2 separate regions of the Mus musculus genome follow, and region 1 is linked to region 2. A link is a contact called in public promoter capture Hi-C data. All regions are on one chromosome and are shown on one strand. Each heading gives the region's core, a stretch centred on a gene start, on an enhancer-like site or on the middle of the called end of the contact. The rest is flanking DNA. Distances are from core to core; before and after follow the strand shown.

Region 1 (5,413 bases), core at 2,404-4,903, 1.4 Mb after region 2:
GAGGGTTCCCCCACTTCTCACTTCTGGCAGCTGCATATTTCCATTCATTCTCCTGGCCTTCTGAGACTCTCCTGCTTGCCCCCACACCCATACCTGACCCTGTTCCCCTTTTCCCCTCCTCTTGCCCTCTCCCACATTGGTCCCTCCCTCCCTCTGCCTCCCATGATTATTGTCTTCCCCTTCTAAGTGGGATTGAAGCATCCTCACTTGGGCCTTGCTGCTTGTTAAACTTCTTACTGTCTGTGGGTTGTATGCTAGGTATTCTGTACTTTATTGCTAATATCAGTTAGTACATACCATGCATGCCCATTACCATTTACCTGCAAAATTCATAATGTCCTCATTTTCAATAGCTATATAGCATTTTGTTGTGAAAATGGAACACATTTTCTGTATCCATTCTTTGGTTGAGGGACATCTGGATTGTTTCCCGGTTCTGGCTACTACAAATAAGGCTATGAATATAGTGGAGCACATGTCCTTGTGGTATGGTGGGGCATCTTTTGGGCATGTGCCCAAGTGTGGTAAAGCTGCGCCTTCAGGTAGAACTATTTCTAATTTTCTGAGGAACTACCAGATTGATTTCCAGAGTGGTTGTACCAGCTTACAGTCCCACCAGCAATGGAGGAGTGTTCCTCTTTCTTCATATTCCCACCAGCATGTGCTGTCATTGAGGTTTTTTTAAATACTTTTTATTAGATATTTTCCTCATTTACATTTCCAATGCTATCCCAAAAGTCCCCCATACCCTCCCAACCACTCCCCTACCCACCCACTCCCCCTTTTTGGCCCTGGCATTCCCCTGTACTGGGGCATATAAAGTTTGCAAGTCCAATGGGCCTCTCTTTCCAGTGATGGCCGACTAGGCCATCTTTTGATACATATGCAGCTAGAGACAGGAGCTCCAGGGTACTGGTTAGTTCATAATGTTGTTCCACCTATAGGGTTGCAGATCCCTTTAGCTCCTTGGCTTCTTTCTCTAGCTCCTCCATTGGGGGCCCTGTGATCCATCCAATAGCTGACTGTGAGCATCCACTTCTGTGTTTGCTAGGCCCCGGCCTAGTCTCACAAGAGACAGCTATATCTGGGTCCTTTCAGCAAAATCTTGCTAGTGTATGCAATGGTGTCAGCATTTGGAAGCTGATTATGGGATGGAACCCTGGATATGGCAGGCTCTAGATGGTCCATCCTTTCGTCACAGCTCCAAACTTTATCTCTGTAACTCCTTCCATGGGTGTTTTGCTTCCAATTCTAAGAAGGGGCAAAGTGTCCACACTTTGGTCTTCGTTCTTCTTGAGTTTCATGCATTTAGCAAATTATATCTTATATCTTGGGTATCCTAAGTTTCTGGGCTAATATCCACTTATCAGTGAGTACATATTGTGTGAGTTCCTTTGTGATTGGGTTACCACACTCAGGATGATGCCCTCCAGGTCCATCCATTTGCCTAGGAATTTCATAAATTCATTCTTTTTAATAGCTGAGTAGTACTCCATTGTGTAAATGTACCACATTTTCTATTTACTCCTAGCCATTCTGACTGGTATAAGGTTTGAAAGTATAATATGGAAAAAATTATACTAAGAGGTTTTAAATGAAGTAATACTGAGGTATAAATACAAGAAAAATTAACTTTGAGGCATAATGGATAATTAGTGTCAATGAAGAACTTGATATAATTATACATATTTATTTCATGAAAATGTAATCTGATTTTGAATAAATTTAAAATGTGCTTAATATAACAACAAACCAAGTAATATGCATTCAGATACTATGGCATGTAATACCCAGATGTGAAATTATCAGCTATTTCTCAATTGTTCTAAAATATGAAAAATTAATACTGTTATGGGAAAATGAAAAGATCCATGATTTATAGTAGTATGATAGGGAGTAGCCAAGTTAAGTGAAATCAGTAAAAGTGGTTAAAACATCACACAATAGAGGTTTACATTCTGTGGAATATATATTTTTAAAAAATGATATCTTTTAGAGCTTCCAATTAGGTGATGGATAGATCCCTCATTGATTAAGGGCAGAGGTGGCTCTCCTCTAGATCACAAGCTTGACTCTTAACCCCTTCATCAGGTACCTCACAACCACCCATATCTCCAGCTTCAGGGTATCAAATGCTTTCTTCTGATGGCCACACACACACACACACACACACACACAGAGAGAGAGAGAGAGAGAGAGAGAGAGAGAGAGAGAGAGAGAGAGAGAGATGATGCATAATGCACACACATACAGGTAGATTAAAAACTGAAACAAGTCTTTTTTAAAAGCACAGAAAGACTTTAAGGGCCAGAAAATAAGGAAATCTGAGAGTGGGGACATTAATATTCTCCAAGGATGATCCACTAATTGATTATTCATTATCAAGTGGCCATCCATGAAATGTAGCACTAAATGTAATATTAAACAGATTTAACACGTTGCTTTTATATATTTAGATACTTATGTGTGTGTGTGTGTGTGTGTAGTGTAGTGTAGTGTAGTGTAGTGTATGTGTGTGTGTGTGTGTGTGTGTAGTGTATGTGTGTGTGTAGTGTGTGTGTGTGTGTGTGTGTAGTGTGTGTAGTGTGTGTGTGTGTAGTGTATGTGTGTGTGTGTAGTGTATGTGTGTGTGTGTAGTGTATGTGTGTGTGTGTAGTGTGTGTGTGTGTGTGTGTGTGTAGTATGTGTAGTGTGTGTGTGTGGCAAATAATTAGAGGCTTGGGAGGATCTCAAGTTTGAGGCCAGGCTAGGCTACATAGTGAGACCTAGTCTCAAAAAATCAAAACAAACAAATGAAGCAAGAACTCTTTAAGGGAGACGGGGAGAGAGAGAGAGAGAGAGAGAGAGAGAGAGAGAGAGAGAGAGAGAGAGAGAGAGAGAGAAGACACCCAACCTCACAGGTAATGAAGGAACATAAGTTCGAAGCAAAACATAAGCTTCCTGGCACTTTCAGATGATCCTAAGTTAATACTTTTACATCGTTGGGATTGTAACCTTTTTTTTGGGCAGGGGGGGGGGTGCAAATTATTACCGTTTGTCAAAACTGAACATTCTGACTTAGACTTTCTCTTCCTAGTTATGTTTCTTGGAGCAATGCAAGGAAACTACATTTCCTCAAGTAGCTTCATTCCTAAAGAGAGAAAGCAAAGAAAACCCTGAAAATAGTACAAATACATATCAGAGAGTAAAAGTATGATATATGATATATGAAATATTTGTGTTACAGGACAATATGTGCGATTATAATGAGTGATCATGGATAAATTGAAATGTGTGTGGGGAAAACAAGTCAAAGTGTGTATTGTACCAAGAGCTACAGAGATAAATTATCAGAGCAGAAAACATACAAAAAATACTTTTTGTCACAGCTATTTAATCAGTATTAATTTTATTGCTATTCTCCCAAACTCCCATTTACTGTACATATATCCATTTGTGTATATCAAGCATTATAGAGTCAAAACTCTTAAGCCACAAACATGTAGGAAGGATAAGTTTTAAAGTTCTTGACTAGACCCAGGTGGATTGTGAGAGTTTCTCCATTCATTGCTTTGTGGGTACCAGTGAACTTCAGGCATGAGACACAGCTCCTCCAAACAGAGCAGTTGCTCATAGCGACATATCTTTTGCATCTGTGATAGCAGATGCTTTTAAAAGCAGCAGAGAGAGGGAGCAGTGGTGGGCGAAATCAGAAGCAAATGCTTATTCAAATTCTGCTGCGTGAAGCAGATCGACCAAAATCCTTTCAGATATGCTTATGAATAACTATCTGTCTGAAATGGAAATATCTGCGACTGTTGAACTGTTATCTGTAGGAGCAGCCCACCACAAGAGTTTTGATGTTGAAGGGACAGATAAACCCAGAAGATGACATGGGTTGAGTAGACCTTGCAAGGAAGCTTCGAGTTCTCATTCTTTTATTGGGTTGAGCATAAGCAATCAATGAAATTGGCATCCTGCACTGTTGGCAACATCTGGGGCAGGAATGAAATGAAATGAAATGAGGAGGACCAATATCTCTTAGCCAAATTCCTGAAAATACATGGACATGCCTCCCCTGCTACACATAAATGAATTGTATAGTTTCTTCACATCATGTTCTGCCATTTAAACCTGGGTCTCTATAGAGGAGAGTGACTAGTCTTATCATTTATGAAACAGCTTATCCATGCACACAGAAATATTGTAAAACAGCACCCTTTAGTTCTTTTGCTACTGCAAATCATTGAACACACAGACATGAATATACAGCCAGCTTTATCCATATGTACATACAGTTATAGAATCAGTCCATCATGTATTGCTGTCGTCTTTGTAAATCATAGTGTCATTCTTAATTCTATTTTTATTGCTGAAAACAAAATCTTTGAGTTTCCTTCAAAATATCTTCATCTCTTGAAAGGTTAATATAATTGCATTCCTTGCTATCCAAGTCCCTGATTAGGCTAATGAATCTTTTTAAATATAATGTTTGCTACATTTCTTTTTACTGAAGAACCTAACTTGGACTCTGAATACTTATTCAAGCAAACTGAGCCTGTTGGACTGTGATTTAAAGCTGTAGGTCATCTGGCTTCATGTTATCCTAGCAAGCCAGCCTTTTCTTTTTCCCCATCACACAGACTTCACTTTGAAAAGTTGCTGCTATTTGATTCCTAAATCATTTGTAAACCAAAAAAAAAAAAAAAAAAAAAAAGAAAATTTATACTGATTAAGCTTGAATTGTGTAATATCTACCATGTTTTTTAAACTTCCAGATAACTGATTATTATTTTTATATTTATTATTTGATGACTCCATCCATAGATGTATAAAATAAAAATATAATCTACCATAGTTTAAATGTAAAATTACATTTTATAAAAGCAAAATTGTCTGATGGTTGTGGTGTACAGTTTTTCTGAAATTTTCATCTTCTTTTCATCTCACTTTATGGAAAAAAATATTGGCTTATTGCTAGAGGGAAGAGCATGGTGATAATGCCTCACAGAGGAAGTAAATATGGCACATAATGACACTATGACAAGCCTGGCTTTAAGCAGGAGAATGTGATGGAGAAAAACATGGAACATCCTATGTATTCAAGTCACTGTTTATGTCATGGGTCAAGAGTGAAAGAGCTTTTAATTAAAGCACACACTCTCTGCAACTTCTCATAACATCTTCTTGCAAAAGTGGTACTTCTGTTCTTTAAATATTTACAAAATGGAATAAAATGATGAATTACATCACAAGAAAAGGGGTAATCAGCTGTGGATATAAGTGGAGAAAGGATGTTCTATTCGATTTTAAAACACACACTCCCCCTGACTGAATCTTAGCACTTTAATAAATGCTCTTTCTTCTAATGAGACAGCTAGTTGAATACTAAAAATTTCTTCTGGAGAGCCTACATGATAGCAGGAACAATTTT
Region 2 (5,047 bases), core at 327-2,826:
GCTAACTCAATCATTCAACTATGGATAAATTTAGAAAGCATCAAAAAATGTACCTTAGGAGTTTGGAAAGATAAAATGAGCTTTCACTTAAATTTTTTCCCTGACAATTTCCTCATTATAAATTTGACATTTTCATTAAAGTCTAAGTAATCATTATACGAAAGGCCAAAGCCTCTACGCTACCCTATCAGAATATAAGTATCTAATTATTAGAACACGTGTCTAGTACTCTTTACAACGCTTGCATAGTATTTTTTTTTTTTTTTTTTTTTTTTTTTTTTTTTTACGGGGCGGCATTTCTCTAAGCACCGACTTCCCTTAATCTTCACACTTGGCTCAAGTACAGAATTTACCACGGTGGCCTGAAATCTTCCAATCCCTTTACATTAAGCAAAAACTTTCAAACTGTTCCCTCCTTTGCCTTAATCAAAGGTGGCTCCCCCTCTACGATCTTCTCGATTCTACTCCTTCCACAAAAAAGTCGACACGAAGGCACACCGCACTTCCATGGAAAGGGGCATACATAACCGCACGGTCACGTAAACCCAAGCCAGAGATCTATACTTTCCATCCTGAAGATCCCGTAGTGCTCTACAGTGACACAGCCCCTCGGATCCTTACGAGGACCCTTCGTACCAACTTTCCTGGGGAAAACTGAACCTCTTACCTCGAGCATGCCTTTTAAACCAGTAAGTACAATCTCAGATTCGCAATCAGCGTCAAGCCCCCAAAGGCACAAACTCCGTCTCCCACGCAGGGACGATCTGAGCGGACCTCGCAGACCCTTTGGGACCTTTAATCCGCTCCTCGACAACTTTCTGCTTGCTATCTGCCGCAGTCCCAGCTCGAAAGCCCCAGCCAAACCGGACTTCCCCGCACGCCTGCGTTCTCCTGAGCGCGGGTGACACCTTTCCCTCCCCCCACGGCCGCCCGCCCGCCGGCCCCGACCGCAGTTACCAAAGAACCTGAAACTTCTACTCCACAGTCCCGGGACAGGCGGGGCTGCACTCACATTTTCGTCTCCCGAGAGGTCCGGGTTGCTGTTCTCGTCGCTGCTCAACTTCTGCTTCTTGGCCGCGGGCATGTCTGTTCCCGCCGGCGCAGTCGACACTTCCCTCTCGGACATGTTCCTCCGCCTCCCTCCAGGTTCTTGCCGCCTCGGGCGGGGCCTCCGCCACACCGCCGTCAAGCACGCCCGGCCCGAGCCTGCCGCAAAGCTGCCGGCGCCGCCACCGCCGCCGCCCCCCCCACTGTCGCAAATCGCGCCCAGCCGCCGAGGCGGGCGTGCGTGCGACCCCGCCACACTGCTGAAAAAGGGGCGCGCACGCGCGCGCCCTCCCGCACGGCTTCCCGGCTGCTTCCCGTCCCTTGGTCCGGGCGGGCGGTTTTCCCGCCGCCCTCTCGACACTTTGCACCGAGGCGTCGGATCTGCTGGCTCAGAGGGCAGGGGTTTCCTACGTCCCCCTTCCCCACCAGCGCCTAGAGACGAGGCGGAACTCAAAGGGCTGCTCCCTCACCCCCTTCCTGGCCAAGACGTTTCATCCGCAATTGGCTCAATCCTTCGATCTCCGACCCGCTGCAAACGAACGAAAGTCTGTGGCCTGGATCGGCCCACCACTGCTCCCGAGGGAGGGGGGAGGAAAGAGAAGTCACCTCTTGTTTTAGGGGGTCTGTGTCTACGGTCCCTGATGCGGAGCTCGGGAGAACAACTTCGAGTTAGTGTTTACGGAACTTCTCACAGCCTAGATTCTTTTTTTGAAGGGAGAGATTCAAAATCTATAGGCTGTTCCCTGCTCGCCTCCCCCATCGGGCACATGGACGGGTCCCACCTGCAGGTGCGCATGCGCTGAGGCGTATTCTCGCGCTGGGTTACGGAGACGACAGGCCGCCTCCTGGCCCCTCCTCCCCTCGGTTCTGTCTGCTGAACCAGGTAGTCTTTCCACCGGTTTCTGAAGCTTCGGGGAGGATTTCAAAACGGTACCAAATCAGTGCCTACGGACACGCCTCCGTTCTGGGCAGATATTTTATCTAATAAATACTTATTACAATGATTGGTTATATTCAACCGGTTGGTGCCACTATTGGCTTAAGTAAGCCTGTATTTTAAATTACATATTTAGACTTAAGTAAAAATACCTTGTGATGCATGATACATTCTAGTAATCCAACATCGGAAGGGCAACAACGGAAGTACTGCCTGCTCGCCTCAATCTTTAGATCATCCTGGTCGACATAGCAAGTTCCGAGCCAATCAAGGCTATTTACTAAAAACCTGTTTGAAAAAAAATTTTTTTAATTGTATGGATCGGACAGAGTATGGGGGCATGCCTTTTATTCCAGCACTAGGGTGTCAGAGGCAGGTCGATTGCAGTGTGTTAGAGCTACACACTGGTTTGGTCTACACGAGGAGTTCCAGGACAGCCTGGGCTTCGTTATAGACCCTCTTTCCAAAAATAAATAAATAAAAATTACATGGTTCTGAATTGTCATAATTCATAGTCTTAAGTGTTCGTTTTAGCTGTTGAAAGCTGAGGCTCTAGGAAACTGACAAGACCTATAAGTCACTGTGAGCAACTGCATGAGTTTGTGAGACTTAGGTAAAAGGCAATTTTTTAATATAGGGAAAGGTAACTAAATTTGCCCGTATCATTAAAAACTCTTTAATTTTTCATTTTTAGATTAAAAAAAATGTGTGTATGAGTGTGTGTATGTCTGTGCCCCACATGTCTGTACTGGTACACAAAGTCAGAGGATGTTGGATCCCTGGGACTGGAGTCACTAACGTTTGCGAGCCAGCCTGTAGCCAGTCTGTAGCCAGCCTGTAGCCAGCCTGTAGCCAGCCTTAACCACTGAGCCAGCTCACTTGTCCCCTCAGGTACAATCTTGACAGACAAATAATAAATTTGTGAGCCTTGTGGATTTGGTGGGTGTATTGTTAAGCCATGGGAATGTCTGAATGAAGAACTTCCTCTCCTCAATTATAGGACAGAATTGTTTCTATATTGTCATTTGTCATTTGTGAAATGAAGAGGTAGAAATTATAGGACAGAATTGTTTCTATATTGTCATTTGTCATTTGTGAAATGAAGAGGTAGAAACAGACAAGACATTTGCTGGGCACCCACTTAATAATAAAAAGTATTTTCCTTTCGCCCTCCAGTGTCTTAGTCTTTCAGAGGAAGTTTATGTAAGCTAAATGAGACAATTTAGGTGAAAAAGTTTAAATGTTTATCTTTTCTGGAAAAGTTGCTGGGAGATAAAACTTTGAAATTTGAAACAAAGGTTTACTTTGCTTTACAATTATTAATTTTATGATTAAGATTTTAAATCAACTTTTTATTGATTCTTTGTGAATTTTACACCATGCACTCCAGTCCCATTCATCTTTGTATCTGCCCTCCACCCTTGCAACCTCCTCCCCAAAAGAAAATAAGATAGAATAAAAAAAAAAACCCAAAACACCTCTCATCGTGGAAGCTGTAGTGTGTCACAGGGTGTCACACAGTATACCCTTGTCCACACATCTTGCAGGTGTCCGTTGCAATGAGAAGTCTTCTGGCTTCTGCTACACTATCAATACTGGATGCTCCTCTCTGATATCCTGTTGTTGCCTTGGAGATCCTCAGCTTTGGATCTGTAGGACCAGCCCTTTCATGCATTCCAGCCAATCATAGTTGGGCTAGACATTGGGGTGGGCCAATTCAAAGTCCTGGATCTGGGCCTGGGAGGTAGCTGAGTTGATCAGCCCACCAGCTCACCTGTGCCCACATCACCAGGGTGAACTCTATGAATAAGATTTTATCAGAAATCTCCTCCTATGCAGTAAGAAAAAAAGAAGAAGAAGAAGAAGAAGAAGAAGAAGAAGAAGAAGAAGAAGAAGAAGAAGGAAAACACATTTTTGTCCACGGTGACTTTGAGATGGAAGGTGTTCCTTTCAACTGTATCAAAACCAGCACAATCCCTGTTTGAAGATGCTAGGACTAAAAGGGCCCAGAAAGTTGAGTCCAGAGGTCACATTCACTGAAGGTCCGTTACACAATTTATCTAATTTAATCTTTCATTTTTTATACTATCATTTCACTTATAGATAAGAAAGCTGAAGCTAAGACATCAAGCTGCTTTAGCGTGTGGAATGGCAAGGCCTGAATCCACACAGCTTAATTCTGGGGCCTGCCCCTTTCTCAGTACCATATGGCTCCCCACTAAGCTACCAATATGTTCATCTTCTCTTCTCATCCACTCCTCCCTGGCTGGAGATCTTACCCAGAGTCTCTTACACACACCAGGCAGGTGCTGCATCACAGAGCCATATGCCCATCATGGCTGGCTGTCTTTCGGCTTCTCTGTCTTTCTGGTAATAAGCATGTATTAGATAAGAGAAAAAGTTGTCTTAACTTCAAAAGCACTTATAATAATTTGCTTTAGATAGCCAAGTTCTCTTTTATTCACTGAAAAATAAAACCACCTCTATGCCTAATGTTGATTTTAAGAAGTTAAATACATTGCTTTTTTGAGAGAAAGTCCTTTCTGGTCTATGTGTGCTTAATTTCTTGAAGACTACAATTACTACTAAATTAAACAAAGGTCTTTATCTTAGGACCTAGAATATTTCAAATAAATGCCAGGTTCTAAAAAAAGTGTTTAGGACTTGATGTTGGATGTGCAAGAATTTTGATATTATTGTTTTAAGCCTTTGATCTTTCCTGGAGGTGAACTGTGCGTTCAAGGCCAGTCTGGTCTATAGAGTGAGTTCTATACAGAGAAACTCTAAAAACTAAAATATTAAAAAAAAAAAAGACTTTGAATCTTTACACTACTGCAAAGTTTGTTAATCGGCCATGAGAAGACCACTGTTCCCTAACAGTCAGCAGCTAACAGGTGGCGACCGCCGTTAGCTGGAACTTTACACTGGCCCAACCAGTGCACACCTGGGATTCCATTTCTTTGTAAAGCTTGGTTCTCCTTTTTCCACCTGAGTCCATGTCGTTCTATTATGTCTGATTTGTCCTACTGGATCAGATACTGCTGTCTTTGTTGGAGTAGGCAG

The links. Promoter capture Hi-C pulls out the DNA fragments that hold promoters and counts their contacts.
Region 1: a contact with region 2 is called in a promoter capture Hi-C map of hippocampal neurons, with 4 times the contacts expected there. The contact joins the enhancer-like site here to the promoter of Eed in region 2. A contact is called at or near these places in 2 of 39 promoter capture datasets (cranial neural crest and hippocampal neurons), 2 of 484 Hi-C or Micro-C datasets (nephron progenitors and stem cell-derived motor neurons) and 2 of 115 datasets of contacts at active chromatin or transcription factors (embryonic forebrain and neural tube).

Annotation. Positions count from the first base shown.
Region 1 is chr7:91,408,643-91,414,055 of GRCm38.p6, forward strand. All of the region lies in intron 1 of Dlg2 (discs large MAGUK scaffold protein 2), which reads left to right. Among named protein-coding and RNA genes, the nearest start is that of Gm24552, 170 kb to the left of the region's middle. Within about 2 kb of position 3,654, at least 10 of the 459 cell types and tissues checked have an H3K27ac peak or open chromatin away from gene starts, as enhancers often do. A contact at or near this core is called in hippocampal neurons, where this site is marked.
Region 2 is chr7:89,979,400-89,984,446 of GRCm38.p6, forward strand. Eed (embryonic ectoderm development) reads right to left here and starts at 1,577. Exons shown (of 12, transcript NM_021876.3): 1 at 1,013-1,577. The coding sequence starts at 1,126. RefSeq lists a promoter at 1,413-3,175, an enhancer at 1,836-1,872 and cis regulatory regions at 1,844-1,851, 2,047-2,054.